Regions from separate parts of the Drosophila melanogaster genome. Here region 2 is linked to region 1. A link is a contact called in public Hi-C data. All regions are on one chromosome and are shown on one strand. The core of a region is the stretch at or near the end of the contact, and the rest is flanking DNA. Distances in the headings are between cores, read along the strand shown.

What was found. Hi-C and Micro-C count contacts between places; a contact is called where the count stands out from the background.
Region 2: a Hi-C map of the Kc167 cell line shows a contact between it and region 1, with 1.6 times the contacts expected there. The contact joins the promoter of Osi17 here to the promoter of Osi4 in region 1. A contact is called at or near these places in 28 of 107 Hi-C or Micro-C datasets (the Clone 8 cell line, the D17-c3 cell line, the Kc167 cell line and 9 more).

What each region holds. Positions count from the first base shown.
Region 1 is chr3R:6,219,136-6,227,105 of dm6, reverse strand. It overlaps Osi4 (Osiris 4), which reads left to right and starts at 5,325. Exons shown (of 4, transcript NM_141366.2): 1 at 5,325-5,915; 2 at 6,553-6,886; 3 at 7,177-7,484. The coding sequence starts at 5,444.
Region 2 is chr3R:6,306,648-6,314,617 of dm6, reverse strand. Osi17 (Osiris 17) reads right to left here and starts at 2,846. Exons shown (of 10, transcript NM_001275379.1): 1 at 2,545-2,846. It overlaps CG31560, which reads right to left and starts at 4,642. Exons shown (of 2, transcript NM_169135.2): 1 at 4,604-4,642; 2 at 3,620-4,548. The coding sequence starts at 4,622. The coding sequence ends at 3,728. It overlaps CG46026, which reads right to left and starts at 7,734. Exons shown (of 2, transcript NM_001316567.1): 1 at 7,695-7,734; 2 at 5,588-7,638. The coding sequence starts at 7,713. The coding sequence ends at 5,657.

The DNA of each region.
Region 1 (7,970 bases), core at 4,076-6,575:
GAAGGGTGCGAGGCACGGGGTCTCATTAATCGAAAGTAATTCAGACTAGAAGCATTGTTGTTATCGCGTAAGATAAAGTCCTTTTAAGTCCTTTTTCTGGCTGGAATCAAAATTATTCAACAAGAACAATGACATGTCACTGTTCTTACGGTTACCAAATTTCAATTTCAATCGGCCTTATGTAAAAGAGTAATTTCTAAAAGTTTTGCTTTCGTTTTCAACATGTATTTTTTTGTATTATTATTCATTCCGACGTATTTGCTACGACTTTTGCGAACGAAGATTTAAATCCATCTGAAAGAAGCTTTGCTCTCTAAGCGGGTTTCCGACTGTGATATTCATGATCTAAGGGCTGTGTTAGTTTCTTAAAGATTTTGTTGCTCTATTTTATAAGATTCTTACAGTCTTAAAGAGCGCATTTCGGTATAAAAACTGGGTGACTGGTAGTGTGCAACAGAGTATCGGAACAACGTCTTCTGGGGATTTCATAAGCCGTTTGCCAGTGTTTTTTAAGTATTTTGTAACACCCCAAATTTATTAGTCAAGATAACGTGACTGGGTCGGGTCCAAGGGGCGGGCGAAAGAAATCACCTTGGGAGCATCAAAATCCCGCTTCGATCTTCATTATCGCCATTTCTCTCCCAACTGGCGGTGATGATTATTACGGCCATCATCGTGGCCATCATCACGATGATCGACTGTGCTCCAAAAGCAATAACTTTCACTCTCAATGTATTAATTTTTATATTTATCATATTGTTGACCAACACAAACACACGCACACTTCGGGCCACACTTACACATTTTCTGGAAATTTGAAAACCCAAGCGATGCTAAAAATTAAAAACATCACCGCAGCAGCGGCAACACAACGAGTCGTACGTTATTGAACTGGCAGCCAGTCAACCAAAAATTGATCTGAACTCGTTACGTTCGCCTTGTGTCGGTGTCGGCAATAAAAAGAAAGTATCTCCCCCTGGCAGCAGATCATCAGCTCCATCTCCATCTCCGATTTTGAGCCCAGGAAAGCAGCAAGGTTCGATTCGGTTCATATTCATTCGAGAGGGGCCTTTGTGGCCGTTGTTTGCCCCAACTTCAATGTGATGCTGTATCTGCATCTGTATCTGTATCTGAATACGAGTCTTTGTGGCAACTTGTTATAATTGATTGTTGTGCAGCATCATAATGATTGCCATCGTCATTAAAAGAATCTCATTTGCCGCACATTCAATTGAGACCACAATTCAATGTGCAATGTGCAATGAGCATTGCGGTATTTGGAATCGAGTAGATTGAATGACATGGCAGTTGTGGCTATAAATATTGGCACACAAAATAAAGGTTTTTAGTATTTTTCTTTTGTTGATATTGCACGATAGTCCACTTTCCTTTTACTTGTTTATTTTTACAATTTCTATGAATAACAAATCGAGGCTCCACTGTTTTGCCTCTCTCCTAAAACTCTGCCACAATCCGTGTATTCATTTGCCGGCCGCAAAGTATACGCCACATATGAAATCTTTAAATTTTCCGAATGCATTGCAATCAACACGAATTGCAAGTCAACATCCTGCGGCATTTGTGCTGAAAATGTGGGAGGGGCTGCAAATCAGTTGCAACTAATTAAGGCGCCCAGTAGCCACGGCAACTGAAACAACAAGTGGAGTCGGAAAAAGCCAAGCCGCAAGATTGTTGCTTGTGACACGCACAGGTGAAATCAAACAGAAGTATGTTTTAATTATAAAACAATTAGATTAAAATAAATTAAACGTATCGCTGAGCCCAGTCAGGCAATCGATTAGAAATGGTAGAAAAACAGCCGCAGAAAATAAACAAGGTGCCGTGCGATTAAAATGCAGGCGAAATTCGTGCCGGTGAAAATAAAGCAGCAGCTGTGCAGCGCGGCAAAGCCACAGAAAATCAACATTAACGTGGCCAAAGTCTCGAAGCCGAATGTCTCGAATGTATGGCCACGTAATTGGCTCAAAATAAACAATATTATTATTATTATCGTTATTGGCCAGCAAATACAAAATGCAAATTCTTAGGATGGCTCTAATTGCGCTGGTTTTCAGGCCACTTGCATTTCTCGCATGACTCGTGACAATTTCGCTTTGATTGACTGCCAATGAGTCAATTTGGCTGTCAGCCCTGGCAAATCCGGTGGTCATGGTGCGAAAAGTGCCTCCAATCCGCAGACAAGCGGTTTGCCAAAACAACTTCGTTGTATTTCGGGATGATTATGTAGTATCAACGAGAACGATAACGATAACGATTCGGAGACAGCCATGCGTTTAATAGGCGAATCTGCAGCTCTAAGCGTCTTGTAGTGGTAATTCTCACTTGTCCTTTGGCAGGGAAAGGTCCTTTGAAGACTGCAATTCTAAGAAGATCACTTGCATAGAAATAAAATGCTCTAACAAGACCTGAAGTTGCTTTCCAATGTCCTCGAAACTTTCTGTCTAATTTTAAAACTCTCAATGGCTTCAAAGTTCAGGCAATTCGTATGCTTCGCTTCACGGACAATAAAATTGCTTCAGTAAGCTTCAACTTAAGTTTTATTGAAAGAGTGCATTTATTGCACAGGGAAAATAAGATATGTCGTTTTGTTAGGGTCAAATATATGAATATATGAAATGTGGAATAGTCCAAAATCTTTCAATAAAGTACTGCACGGATAATATAGTTTGTTAAAATTTATTTATAATATTTATTATAATATTTGTTTATAATAAAAAACACATTGTGAATAACACAGTGAATACTTTAACTTCTTGCCACATATTTGAGCAGATATGCTTTGGATATTAATTGTATTAGTTAGTTATTAGTTTATTAGTTAGTAATGAAATAAGATCAATTTGAGTGTATTTTCATTTAGCGTACTTGGATGAACATTTTTAAAGCATAATCTCTCAAAAAAGGAAACCATCAGTCAGTCAAAAAAGGACAGCAAAAGTTTTCTGTACAATTTATTGTTTTGGTGAAAGCAATATGACAAAAGCACTTAAGTTCTATCGAAGTTTATTGTGGAAAAAAGGTTCAAAAGGCCAAATGTTTTCATAAGAAATAAACAGCAAAATAAGAGACCTATCTGGCAAGAGTAGTATGTTTTTGATTACATACTTTGAGAAACATCTGCACATAGATACTTATTTTGGCAGCATAAAAACTTTTTGGTTGCAGACAAAAGTCCAAACAATTGGGGCTGCTCAGCGAATACGAATTTTTTGGCTTAAAAACTTTAGATTTGTTCTTGCCCAAGTTCTCGATTTGATTTCGAACTGAAAGCAGAGCCTTGGCCTCTTTAAGCACAGTTAAAACGCGATTAAAATGTGTTCCAGGATGAAAGTGTAACGCCTTCGGCAGGTAAATATAATGAAATAGGCAATTTCCACTCTTAGTTTCAGCTAAGTGCATTGAAAACATTGAAATCAGAGCCAATTTGGGCGAAGAAGCCGCTGGCCTCCCGAGCGGACTCCACCCAGCGGATCCGGTTGCAGTCAAGGATCATTAAACTTCGGAGGCACCCTCAAACTGGAGCAACTAGATGGCTACTGGCCAGAAAAGTGGACCTGGGCCGGGTCGGATCGGATCGGATTACCGCTTTCGGACTGCGTCACCGCTTTCTTTCGCTGTCCATCTGGGCTGTTGGCCTTGGCCATCTATTGTTGCGGGTTTGGGCCATGTTGGAGCCCCAATGGTTGTTGCGGTTGTTTTCTTGGCGAACCGCTTCGCATTACTTGCGCTTTTGAGGCATCGACGACGGACAGTGGTGTCAAGTTGCGAATGGCGCTGACATCCAGATTACAGTCATTACACTCACAGAGGATCTCCGTCCACAAAGATTCAGATAGGAGATAGAGCCGCGATCGCCGATAAAACGGTGCCACTGCCAAAGAACGGTCGAGGTCTGATTGCCACTGCCTCGAAATTGGCCACAATTACCGAGCCCACCTGCGTGCTCACCTGGCTGGCTGGAAAAGTGAATATTTATTAGTCCGCTCATCATGCACCGACGAAAAGTGCTGCTTATTGGCTGCTTTTCCACCGCACTCCCCCGGATTTCGCCTGCTCAGCAGAATGTAACAGAGCCGGCGATTTATGAAAAACGAGAGCTAATAGTTCGTTTCACTTTTCTTTTATTATTTATTTATTTATTGTGTACAGGCGGCGAGGCGTGGCCACATCTCAAGCTCCAGCACAAGCCCCAGCCTCCCACTTTTCCAACCACCTACCTCCCACCGCCCGACGACTTGCTGTTTAATTGTACTCATACTCGACTCGAGCTGCACTTTGCTTTTACTTTTGCCTGCGAAAATTGTTTTTAGCAAATTGCGGGCAAATTAATGAGCAGTAAATTAGCCGCATTAGTACGGCGGCCACATGCCGCGGACGCCGCAGAAGTTAGTGGCTTTCTGCCACTGCCACTGTCATGGCCACGATTGCCGCTTCTGGACGAGAGCCATGTGAGCCGGAGTCGCCCACCTGTACGAAGGTCAGGGATCCGGCGTAATGTCACGTGGTTAATGAAATTACAGCTAATTAGATCACCCTTTGAACCTTTTGGGAGTGCAGCTCGAAAGCGGCGTTCGCAAATACAAAGCCAACTGTAGACCACTGCGTTTGAATTTACACTGGGATGAGTATTGCTGAGCAAGCGCATTTTCATTTAACAAATTGTTGTAAAATGGAATTGACTGTTGTTTTTGGACTGCGTGGCCGTGTGTAATACACTATTCATTCGATTTTAATAATCACGTTGCTATTGCATTTTATAAGTAAGTATTAGAGAGTAACCCAAAATGTTACCTTTTTATCCTCCCTATAATGTTAATTATTATAATGTTATTATAATGTTAAATTGTAGTTTTTAATTATATTTTAATATAGAGTGATTTTGGGTGACCTGGCCAACTTTACATATAAAAAGATTTTACTTTCGGCTCGAAATTGTCAAAGTGAAATGTGTGGCTGAGACCACTGTGCACCATTGATGCCCCACAGCTCTGGTGTTGCGATACTGAAATACTGTAGCCTGCCCGCTGAGCGATGGCCGTCACTCAGCTGGTTGACTTGAAATCAAAACTGTAGCAGAAACGTGCGATGTTGCGATGCGGCGCTGGTGGTGGTGTTTTGTTAGTGGATGCCAAGGAGGCGGGGGTGGTGCAGTGTTAGTGTGGCGCAGCAGTGGTGCTGCACGCAGCGTGGTTTGATGCTGCTGCTAATGTTGCTGCCACTGTGCCGTTGCCGCAGCTGCTCCAATAAAACTGAGTTGCATGCAACGGCTGGTAATTAGTCTCCACAAGGCGCTGCATCAGCTGCCATCGAATCGCGATCGATCGCATCCATGTGAAGGATACGCCGTGCTCTCGTCCTTTTTCTAGTGTCGTGTGTTGTGTTGAGTGTTCTACCGAAAAAGAAAACCTGAAAAAGCCCGAAAATGCCCAGGCATTTAGTTGCCAGCTGCCTTCTGCTGGCTTTGGGTCTGAACATGAGCCTGGCGGCGATTCACAAGCGCAGTGGTGCGAATTCGTTGGGAGTGGATCCCGAGGGCAAGCCTGCGGCGAATCCTGCGGTCAGTGTGGAGAACACTGACCTGCTGGACAAGCTGAGCTGGAAGTGCGCAAACAACGCGAGTTGCCTGTACGGGGTGGCCAATGGTCTCATGGCCTCCTACCGTCGTGGTGAAACCCTCAAGCTGGGGCTTTTCGACCTGGTCAAGTTGCCCGAACTAGATGCTTCTCGGAAGCACAAGTGGGGCACTGGGCGCGGTCTCTCCGGCTTTATGGACTTTGTGACGGAAAACGCCATCAGGGTGCCCGTGGGCCCCATGGTCTTCAGTGTTCAGCGAGCCGAGGACGACAGCGATTATATCGAGGTAGCACTGCTGAAAAAGACCTCCAGCAGCACAGGTAATCACCAGAGAAGGGGTTCCAATCAGCGAATGACATATGCCTGTCGTCCAGGCTATGCCATTCGAGCCCGGCGGAGAAGCTTAGCCAGCTGCTCCTGCTTGGCATGCGACTGGTATTTGAACGTTACCAGCCTATCAATGGCCCTAAAAAGTCCTTGGCAGATGCTTACACTGGGAAATTATAAATGAATGAAGATTTATTTTCTGAATATATTACAATACATACGCAATTTAAATCTATATTCAAGAACCACTAAATATTAGTTCTGATCAAACTACTTAGCACTATCATCTAAACGGATTAGATGGTTGTATAATTCTTTGGTAATCAGAACCACTCTCGAAAACCTCATATATTCACTGTGTTATGAGTGTAGACTTTCTGGGAACTTTCAAAGCTACATTCTCACCCAATGCATATCAATGACTTTGTCCGGGAGCCCAAACTGCCATTACTTACCCCTATTTAATCTGACATTCGATATACATGGCAGCAGCGCATCAATCATGCCGCATCTCTTGACAAGAAAGGGGCGGGCCGATCAAATCCTGTGTCGCACTATTACGTATACGTACGAGTGCCATTAAAGCCATAAAGCCTAAAACGTGTCTTGTTTCCCAAAATTCCACTACAGGCCGCCTGCAGGTCAATGGAGGAGGACTACTGGGCGGTGGAGGTGGCCTGGGAGGAAATGGTGGCGGTGGAGGAGGCCTGCTGGGCGGCGGAGGTGGTGACAATGGCGGCGGAGGCGGTCTTCTGGGCGGACGGAGGCGGCACCAGCACCAGGACAAGAAGCAGTTCCAGATGTTCATACCCATGTACCTGGCGGCCACAACATTCGGGTGGACGATGGTGGCCGCAAAGGCGGTGGGGCTCCTGACTCTCAAGGCTCTGATCCTGTCCAAAATTGCCTTCGTGGTAGCCGCAATAGTGTTGATCAAGAAGCTCATGGACAACGCCAGCGAAAAGTGAGTATATGAAAATGTAGACTACAAATTATTATTAGGATTGATGCTCCTTACCAAATATGAAATTACATGAAATTTACGTAGGCAAATTGCGTAAAACTTAGGCTTTTGAAAGAAAGATACTTTTGGATAATGATATGATGATGATGATGGCAAGATGGTGGGCGTGACATTTTTGGGCGCAAGAGTAGCTTCTAAAAGCACCATTTAATATTTGGCTGTTATTACATTTACGCTACCTTACGTAGAAATCGGAACGCAAATAAAATCGCCTTGATATTTGTTTAAAGGATGATGTACCAGTTCCCGGAACAGACGCCGTACATGATGCCGTACGGCATGGACTATCCGCTTCATGGAGCGGAAATATCGCCGGAAATGTACCCGTCATCGCTGCACCACCTGGCGATGGCCGGAGGCGGCCAGCTGCCAGGACATCCCGGACATCCGGGACTGGAGAGTCTGAGCGCCGAGAGCCACCTGCACTCCGCCCAGGTGTCCAGCGACGGCAGCAATAACACACAGGTGCTCGCCGCCTTGGGTGGTCTGGGTGGACTGGGACACAAGATCAAACGTGAGGACTCGTGGATGGCGAAGAGTAAGTGTAAGTTGATCCAGCTTCTCGATTTTCCAGATAGAGGGGGGACGGGTTGGGGCGCCCAGACTTCCCATATCCTCCCGTTTTTTTCGCCTCTCTATGGCCCAGGTAAATTCCCTGAATGCGGTGGCGGTGGCAGCGGCTGCAGCCGAGGGCGCCATTGAGGACGACTATGATGACGAAGAGTGAATAGTGTACTTATTACTTTCATTTGTTACCCGGCACGCACACACCAGGTGTGGGTTCTCGAGGGAATAACACACACACAGCACAAATATTCGCTGTCAATGGTTTTTTGTGCAGCTTGTAATTTGCGTTGCATACTTTTAGAAAGCTTCTTTCATTAGATTGCAAACGAATAGTCAAAGTGGCTTCCTATTGATGAGGGCTTTCTTTGAGATTTATTTGTAAGACAATTCATTTTGGATTTAATCAGAATCTAAAATAGAGTTTAGGACAAACACAAGGAAATGGTCTTTGTGAATG
Region 2 (7,970 bases), core at 1,597-4,096, 90 kb before region 1:
AAACTATGCAGCCCAAGAATTGTAGAAGATTCCTTTTTATATTTTCTATCATTTTTATCTAACGTGATTGAGTCAAAAGTTGACCTACTAATATTAGCGAATACATGAAAATGTTCTGAAAAATAATCGTCGACAAAGCTTAACTTTTGTTCACAGCGATTGAATATAGAACAGAATTGAAAAGACGTTCTGGGCGGCAAAAGAAAGCAATCAAGTTGTCAAATAAAATCGCCATTACACTTCCGATGAGAAGAGCAACAAAAGATTTGTGGTGGCATACATGTGACATCTGTATGGATGTATGTATGCCTTTTGACTTTTGTTGTTCCCGAGTCATTGAAAGTGCTTCAGCCAATATGTCATTTATGATCAAGATATCAATAGAAGTGCTTGGCACTCTGACCGCATTATTACTGCTTTACTTTGGCTCTGAACCCGTCTGAGACCTTCCCAGCATTATAATTAGCCGAAAATAGTCGCTGATTTGGGCCTAGACATGAAAGTCGAACGGTTTAGCTGCTTATAATCATGTTCCGATGCAATCAATTGGGCCGCATTACGCGCACAGCTGCATACTGGAGTACCACTTATTATTATTATTATTATTTTTAACGAGCTGCTACTTGCTTTCTGCAGACGGTTCGTATGCGTAATGTGCATAAACGACATGTGTTTCATGTAACGCTTCGCGATGTTATGGCTTTTCATATTAAAGGCATTTTATTAAAGTGCCATGGCGGCTTATGTCATGCCAACAGAGATAGCCATAAGCCAGCGAGTACACAATTGCTATAAAAATAATGGCCAGCTAAATCAAGTTTAGGGAGTCGGCGACAGCAGAACACGCTCTCCAGAAGAAAAAAAAAACAAAGCCATGTGATGTAAGTTCTTTGCGGGTTCAAGCCAAGTCGAAGACCCAGCTGCAACCGTTAGTTGCCTTTAAAGGTTAGCGGCTTAGAAGCATGGCTTAAGACTTTAGTATACAAACTGTAGCTGAGTTTGGGCAGGTTGTCTATTTCGATTTAATATTTTGAGTACACATTAGAATGAAAATGGTTAGTTAATGAAGAAAGTAATATTTGTTGAGCTAATGTGGCATCGTTTTATGTCTGCTTTTTGATGAAATGGTTGTGTTTAAATTAAATATTAACGGATTGTCGCTGTTGGCATAATTTTTGGGATTTTTGCAACCCTCGAGAGACATTTGTTTACGACTGCCGTTCTGTTGTTGGCTTTCACTCGAGTGCTTTCTGCTCTTTTTAATAATGATTCAATTACATCTATTTTAATGACACTTGGAAATGGCCAGCTCTCGGCTGGCCTGGCAGATTACGTTTTCGGAAGGTAACAAGCTTTCCCTGCGAGTTGTTTTTGTTTTGCCACTATCAGTCGCAGCATTTCCGCGAGATTTTATTGCATTTTTATGTGACAATTTCTCGGGCTGACACACGCATCCGAACATCGTTCCGCTCGACGAGCGGTTATGTAAAGCTTCAAGTATTTGCATTTCATTAAATTGTTCCAATCCCCTCAAAGACTTTCGGTTTCAGTCGAACGCCTAGTGAATGTGGATTGCAATCTAATAGATTGCTAATTTCACTTTGTGCGTGCCTGTAACTTAGTTCGCCAAGTGTGTGGTGTGATTTGTGCTAGCGTGCAAATATTTTCAAAAGTTTTTTAACTCCGTCTGCATTTCTTCGGTTGCGTTCCAGAGAAATCTATAGCAAACTCACTTTCGTTGCGGTTAACCAACTTGACTCACTAATGGCTTATTAAGTCCAAATAGATCGGATTCAACGTACTTTATACGATCCATCCATCTGTCGGGGAGAGCAACAAATTGGTCAAAAGTGCACTTATTGGCCCAGGGACAATAAAAAGTGTAGTTAAAACGAATTTGAGCTCTGAATAAAAAGGCTTAATGCCAGCCCACCGCCCCCTTCCACATATGGCTGCGGTTTATCGCCTGCAAATTATTCTGAAAGGTTTCGTTTTCAATTAAGTGTGATTATTTGGAGCGAACCACCACAATTGGCGATTGCCTTTTTACTCTGACCATTTGTTTACTTTCTTCTGGCATGCTCCTAATTTGTTTATCACTGCAAATAACTCTATTATTTTTGGTTTGCTTCGTTCTGAGAACGTACAACCGCCGAGCACGCAAGCCCAACAGCGAAGCACTAATTGGGATTCTAATGGGTATTAGAGCGCGTTGAGATTCCCATCTGGCATGCGCTAATAACTCGAGGTGGGCGGCGAAAGGTCTTTAAGAAGCTTAAGAACCCAACGAAGGCAGCTGGCAGAGCCAAGCGACCGAAGTGAATTTCACTTTTACCCACTGGGCCAAATGCACACGGACATGCATCGCATTTCGCCTGCAAAACGGGTTTCCATTTTTTTCGGTTGATAAGTGCAACCGGCTTGCCAGCTGTTGGCCTCTGTTTTGTTGGTCACTCATGCAACTGAAACTGGGTCAGATATTTGCATGACCATTCGATGCGGAGGCAATGTGCGACTTTCTGACTTTACCTCACGTTACTTTACCTCACTTGCAACGACGGTGCTTCCCCGGAAATTAACACGCACAGTAACTGCGACAAACACTGATCATCACCATTGGCTCATAATTCTTGGGCGCGATTCGGAGTTGCTTGACATGGCGTGGTGCATAATTAGCGAGTTGTTTTGTTATTTGTCCGGCAGACACTTTCGCTCTCGCTTTTCACAAGAAGAAATTTGTTAAGTTTGATTTCCAGAATCCGTTGTGTCTTTCACTTTTTACGCTTGCTTCTGCCCATAAAAAAACAAGCAGTGTGGCGCGATAAACGTGGCTGACCGGCGAGCGTGGATAACCAACTGAATGTGGAGGCAGCTCCATCGCACCAAAGATGCGGCCAACTTTGGGTGTTGGTAGGTGAGTTTATTCGTACCAACACAGGTGCATATGAATCGAGACACAGACACGAACTACCTTTCTCAAGCTGGGAAAGAGATGGAGAGAAAGTAAGTACACCTGTCCGCCTGAAAGTATGCCACAACTCTGCTGACTTTTTAAATGAATTGACAAAGAGTCGCAGTAAAATCTGGCTAATCCGGATAACAAATTAATTTTCTGTTTCTTTTAAGCCCCTTTATGTCGGCATAAAATGCTTAAAAGATTATAAAATTTTAATTTGACAAGAAATTTGAAGTAATTATATAATTTAATAAACTGGTGTGTACCGAATAAGAACAGAATATAATGTTTTTAATTAATACATCTGTTGTTCTTATGACAGCTATATAATATTAGATAGATTTTTGATAAATCAAAGAATTCGAATAAATTGTGACCAAAAGTAACGAAGGTAAATTTTTTAAGATTTTATATTTGGAAATAGAAAGGATACTTTTGGAAAAGTTTCATCCAGATCGCTTCAAAACTTAGACACGGACGGACAAATTTCACTGCGTTGCCAACTTCTGACTAAAAAAAGTATACCCTCTGCATGGGTCTTAATTCATCTTAAATCTTAATTCATGTAAATAATTCTGTTGAATTAATAATGTATACACTTTTAAAAACCTTTGTTTTTCACGGGTTTTATTTATTATGTTTCCATTTAAATACAGTGGAAATACGAGACACTGAGTAGACTCTTAAAATGTCTTAACCACTCTTACACAAATTAAACTTACAGGTATGACTCTTTTGCTTCATGTTATTCGTTTATTTTATTTTATTAATTTAGCTTGCGGCAGCAGTTGTCTCATTGTTTTCATTGGTTTCAATCAATTTTAGCACAGTATCATTTTGGTTACTGCTATCCGACAGCAATCTTGTTGGCTCAGTTGACATTGTAATAGGAGCTTCAGTTGTGGAAGTTGTAGTAGTAGTGGTCGTTGTCTTTCGCCATTTTCCCCTCCACTTTTTCGGGCCATCTTGGCTGACCGGCTTCACTCGATTCCCGATTATCTTGTGCCAATCAGACCCGTTGTCCTGCTGAAAAGAGTTTCTAAGTAGATTTTCGCCCATCATCCCATTGAAGCCCATTGCGATTTGGTCATCCACTTTATCCTTGGACGGTCTCCTCATCAGATCTATCTGTGGATTCAGCATTAAGGGCATCGGATACGGAATATAAAATGGAACAGGGTAGAAAACTGGTTGGGCGTTTAGGGTATTCATTGGTCCCTGGTCGACAATTGGGGAGCTCTCCCAAATTCCGGGCATCAGCAATAGGTCCTGCATTGAAAGTCTCTGTTTTGGTTTATAATTTGGGCCAGCTTTCTGCTTCTGAGGAGGTCGTGTTTTTTTATTTTGCTTCTCTGTGGAAGCCGTTGTAAAACTGGCTAGTGAAATAGTGGTAGCAGAATCTGGAATTACTGTGGTCTCCATATCCTGTTCCGATTTGATTGACTCCCCAAATGCTGGCCTTGCTGTGGGATTTGAAAGCACGATCAGTGGAGCTTTGGGATCATCTCCGCTAGCTTTCAGCACTGCCAGTAACTGCTCACTGTGCAATTGACCAAAACATTGCCTAGTAAGGCATACGAAAACGGCTACCACTAAAAATACGTAGTAAAATATAAAAATGTTATCTGTTTAATTATTTTTACTTACCACTTAAAATTATCTTCATAGCGACGTTAAACAAACTGAACATATTTTTGATTTTTTTCGGTCTTTATACGTCTGCCTCGAATTGGAAAGTAGGTTACTGGTTAATCAATTCTTACTAATTTGGCTAATTGACATACTAATTTTTCTTAGAACATACATGTATAATTCACTATGCGATATCTCTGTCTATAAATGGCACAAAATTTAAACCGCACATTATACGATTCTATTTTTAAAAATATTAATTCAATTCTCTTTAAATTATTGCATTAAAAGCTAAGCTCTTAAAATAAATTTCTAAAAGGAATGGAAGCTCTTTTCGGAAAACAGAATGTTATGTGATGTTTGTTCAACAAATAATCTGTTATAAGGATCCGTCCATTTCTTCAAAAGTTTTTTTTAGCTGGTTATTAATTTATTCTAAAAGTAAGAAATAGGTTTTTTAATAGATTCATTCTGTCCATTTAAAAACTCCATAGATGTCAACACCTGTTTCCTGTTTTTTTGGTGGTTCAGTAAGATTCTTTGGTTAATTGATATGAATTCATTGCTTGTATCTGATTTGCAAGGAACCCACCTTAAAAGGCAAATTAATGCAAAAATATGTGTGATATTTCTAGTTCTCTATGTATTTGCTAAACCTTCTATAATTGCAGGATAGGATTGGGAAGGTGCGATACACACTACATTTAATGATTGCGTTAATTTATAAGAGGGAATGTTTATATATGAATTTTGGAACTCTGAAGATTGTTTGTTGGCCCAGATTCCAAACGCTGAAATTAATACGACACGTTTATGTTATAATTTGAATTAAAAGTACTAATAACTTAAAATTAAATATAAAGTAAATTTTATATAAAGTAAGAAACCACAAATAAACTATTCTTAAAATAATTCATGAATTCATAATAATCATAGTTTCATTAACAAAATTCAATAACTAATAGATATTCAATAGAAAGTGTATTATTGTTTCATTTTATTGGTTCTTTTTTGATTTTGTATTTAAAAATACTCTACTGTTATTTCCATTGTGGCTGATGTCGGACCCTAAGTTGTGGGTGTTGTAGAAGTTGGAATTGCTGTTGATGTTGTTGGAGACAGGGTTGTAGGTGTTGTCGACGATGGAATTGCTGTGGATGTTGTCGATGACTCTGTTGTGGTTGTTGTAGAGGTCGGAATTGCTGTGGATGTTGTCGATGACTCTGTAGTGGTTGTTGTAGAGGAGGGAATTGCTGTGGATGTTGTCGATGACGCTGTTGTGGTTGTCGTCGATGTTGGAATTGCTGTGGATGTTGTCGATGACTCTGTTGTGGTTGTTGTAGTTGTTGGAATCGCAGTTGAAGTTGTTGGGGACTGTGTTGTGGTAGTCGTCGATATTGGAATTGCTGTGGATGTTGTCGATGACTCTGTAGTGGTTGTTGTAGAGGGCGGAATCGCTGTGGATGTTGTCGATGACGCTGTTGTGGTTGTCGTCGATGTTGGAATTGGCGTGGATGTTGTCGATGACTCTGTTGTGGTCGTTCTAGATGTTGGAATTGCTGTGGATGTTGTCGGTGTCTCTGTTGTGGTAGTTGTAGATGTTGGAACTGCTGTGGATGTTATCGGTGACTCTGTTGTGGTTGTTGTAGTTGTAAGAATCGCAGTTGAAGTTGTTGGGGACTGTGTTGTGGTAGTCGTCGATGTGGGAATTGCTGTGGATGTTGTCGATGACTCTGTAGTGGTTGTCGTCGATGTTGGAATTGCTGTGGATGTTGTCGATGACTCTGTTGTGGTTGTCGTGGAGGTCGGAATAGCCGTGGATGTTGTCGACGACTCTGTTGTGGTTGTTGTAGATGTTGGAATTGCTGTGGATGTTGTCGGTGTCTCTGTTGTGGTAGTTTTAGATGTTGGAACTGCTGTGGATGTTGTCGGTGACTCTGTTGTGGTTGTTGTAGTTGTTGGAATCGCAGTTGAAGTTGTTGGGGACTGTGTTGTGGTAGTCGTCGATGTGGGAAGTGCTGTGGATGTTGTCGATGACTCTGTTGTGGTTGTTGTAGAGGGCGGAATTGCTGTGGATGTTGTCGATGACGCTGTTGTGGTTGTCGTCGATGTTGGAATTGCTGTGGATGTTGTCGATGACTCTGTTGTGGATGTTGTAGAGGTCGGAATTGATGTGGATGTTGTCGATGACTCTGTAGTGGTTGTTGTAGAGGACGGAATTGCTGTGGATGTTGTCGATGACGCTGTTGTGGTTGTCGTCGATGTTGGAATTGCTGTGGATGTTGTCGATGACTCTGTAGTGGTTGTTGTAGAGGGCGGAATCGCTGTGGATGTTGTCGATGACTCTGTTGTCGTTGTCGTCGATGTTGGAATTGGAGTCTGTGTCGTTGTTGTAGATGTCGGGATAGCGGGGGACGTTGTTGGGGATCCTGTTGATGTCGGTATGGCAGTGGATGTCGTTGGGGATCCTGTTGATGTCGGTATGGCAGTGGATGTTGTTGCGGGTTCTGTTGATGTCGGTATGGCAGTGGATGTTGTTGGGGATCCTGTTGTTGTCGGTATGGCAGTGGATGTTGTCGGGGACCCTGTTGATGTCGGTATGGCAGTGGATGTTGTTGAGGATCCTGTTGTTGTCGGTATGGTAGTGGATGTTGTCGGGGACCCTGTTGATGCTGGATCTGAGGTTACAGTTGTTGGGAGCCTTGTAGACGTTCTCCTTCTCCTCCACTTTCCCCAAAACCTTTTCAGAGCGAAGTCGGTAGGTTGCTCATCAAAATCTTTGTAAATTGCCTCCTTGAATACGTTTCCTCCAGTCGACAATTTATTATCGTTTGTAGCTCTTTGCTTTTCCAATGCTACAATCGGGAGCCTATCATTTTTATAAATTTGTTGATTCCCATAGTTTAGTTTGATGGGAATGGGCAATTCCGAACGGAATATTTCTTTCTCTGATAATTGGTTACTGGAACCAACTATCAGTGTTTTAGTTGCGTGATCGATGTCCGCCGTAGAAAAATGTATTCCTAATATGCAGACTATCACGGCACTTTCTGAAAAAAAGGATTTTGTACTTTTCACTCACAAAAATATATATTTCTTTACGTACCGTAACAAAACGACGACATGGTGATTCCAAGTCAACTGTAGTTCTCTTTCTAAATTTCTCGTTTTATATGGGCAAACTTGCTGAAATTGGAAAGTTGGTCATTGGACTCTGTTTCTTATAATTCTGCTAATTGATAGATGTATGGAATATTAGCAAACTTTTTTTTCTTAAAATGCAGACTTTAGGTATATAAGTGTGAATAAAATCTCAACTTCTAGGGTTTTCCAATATCAGTTAATATTGGTAGTGCAAATCACTAATCCGAGTTAAAACTAT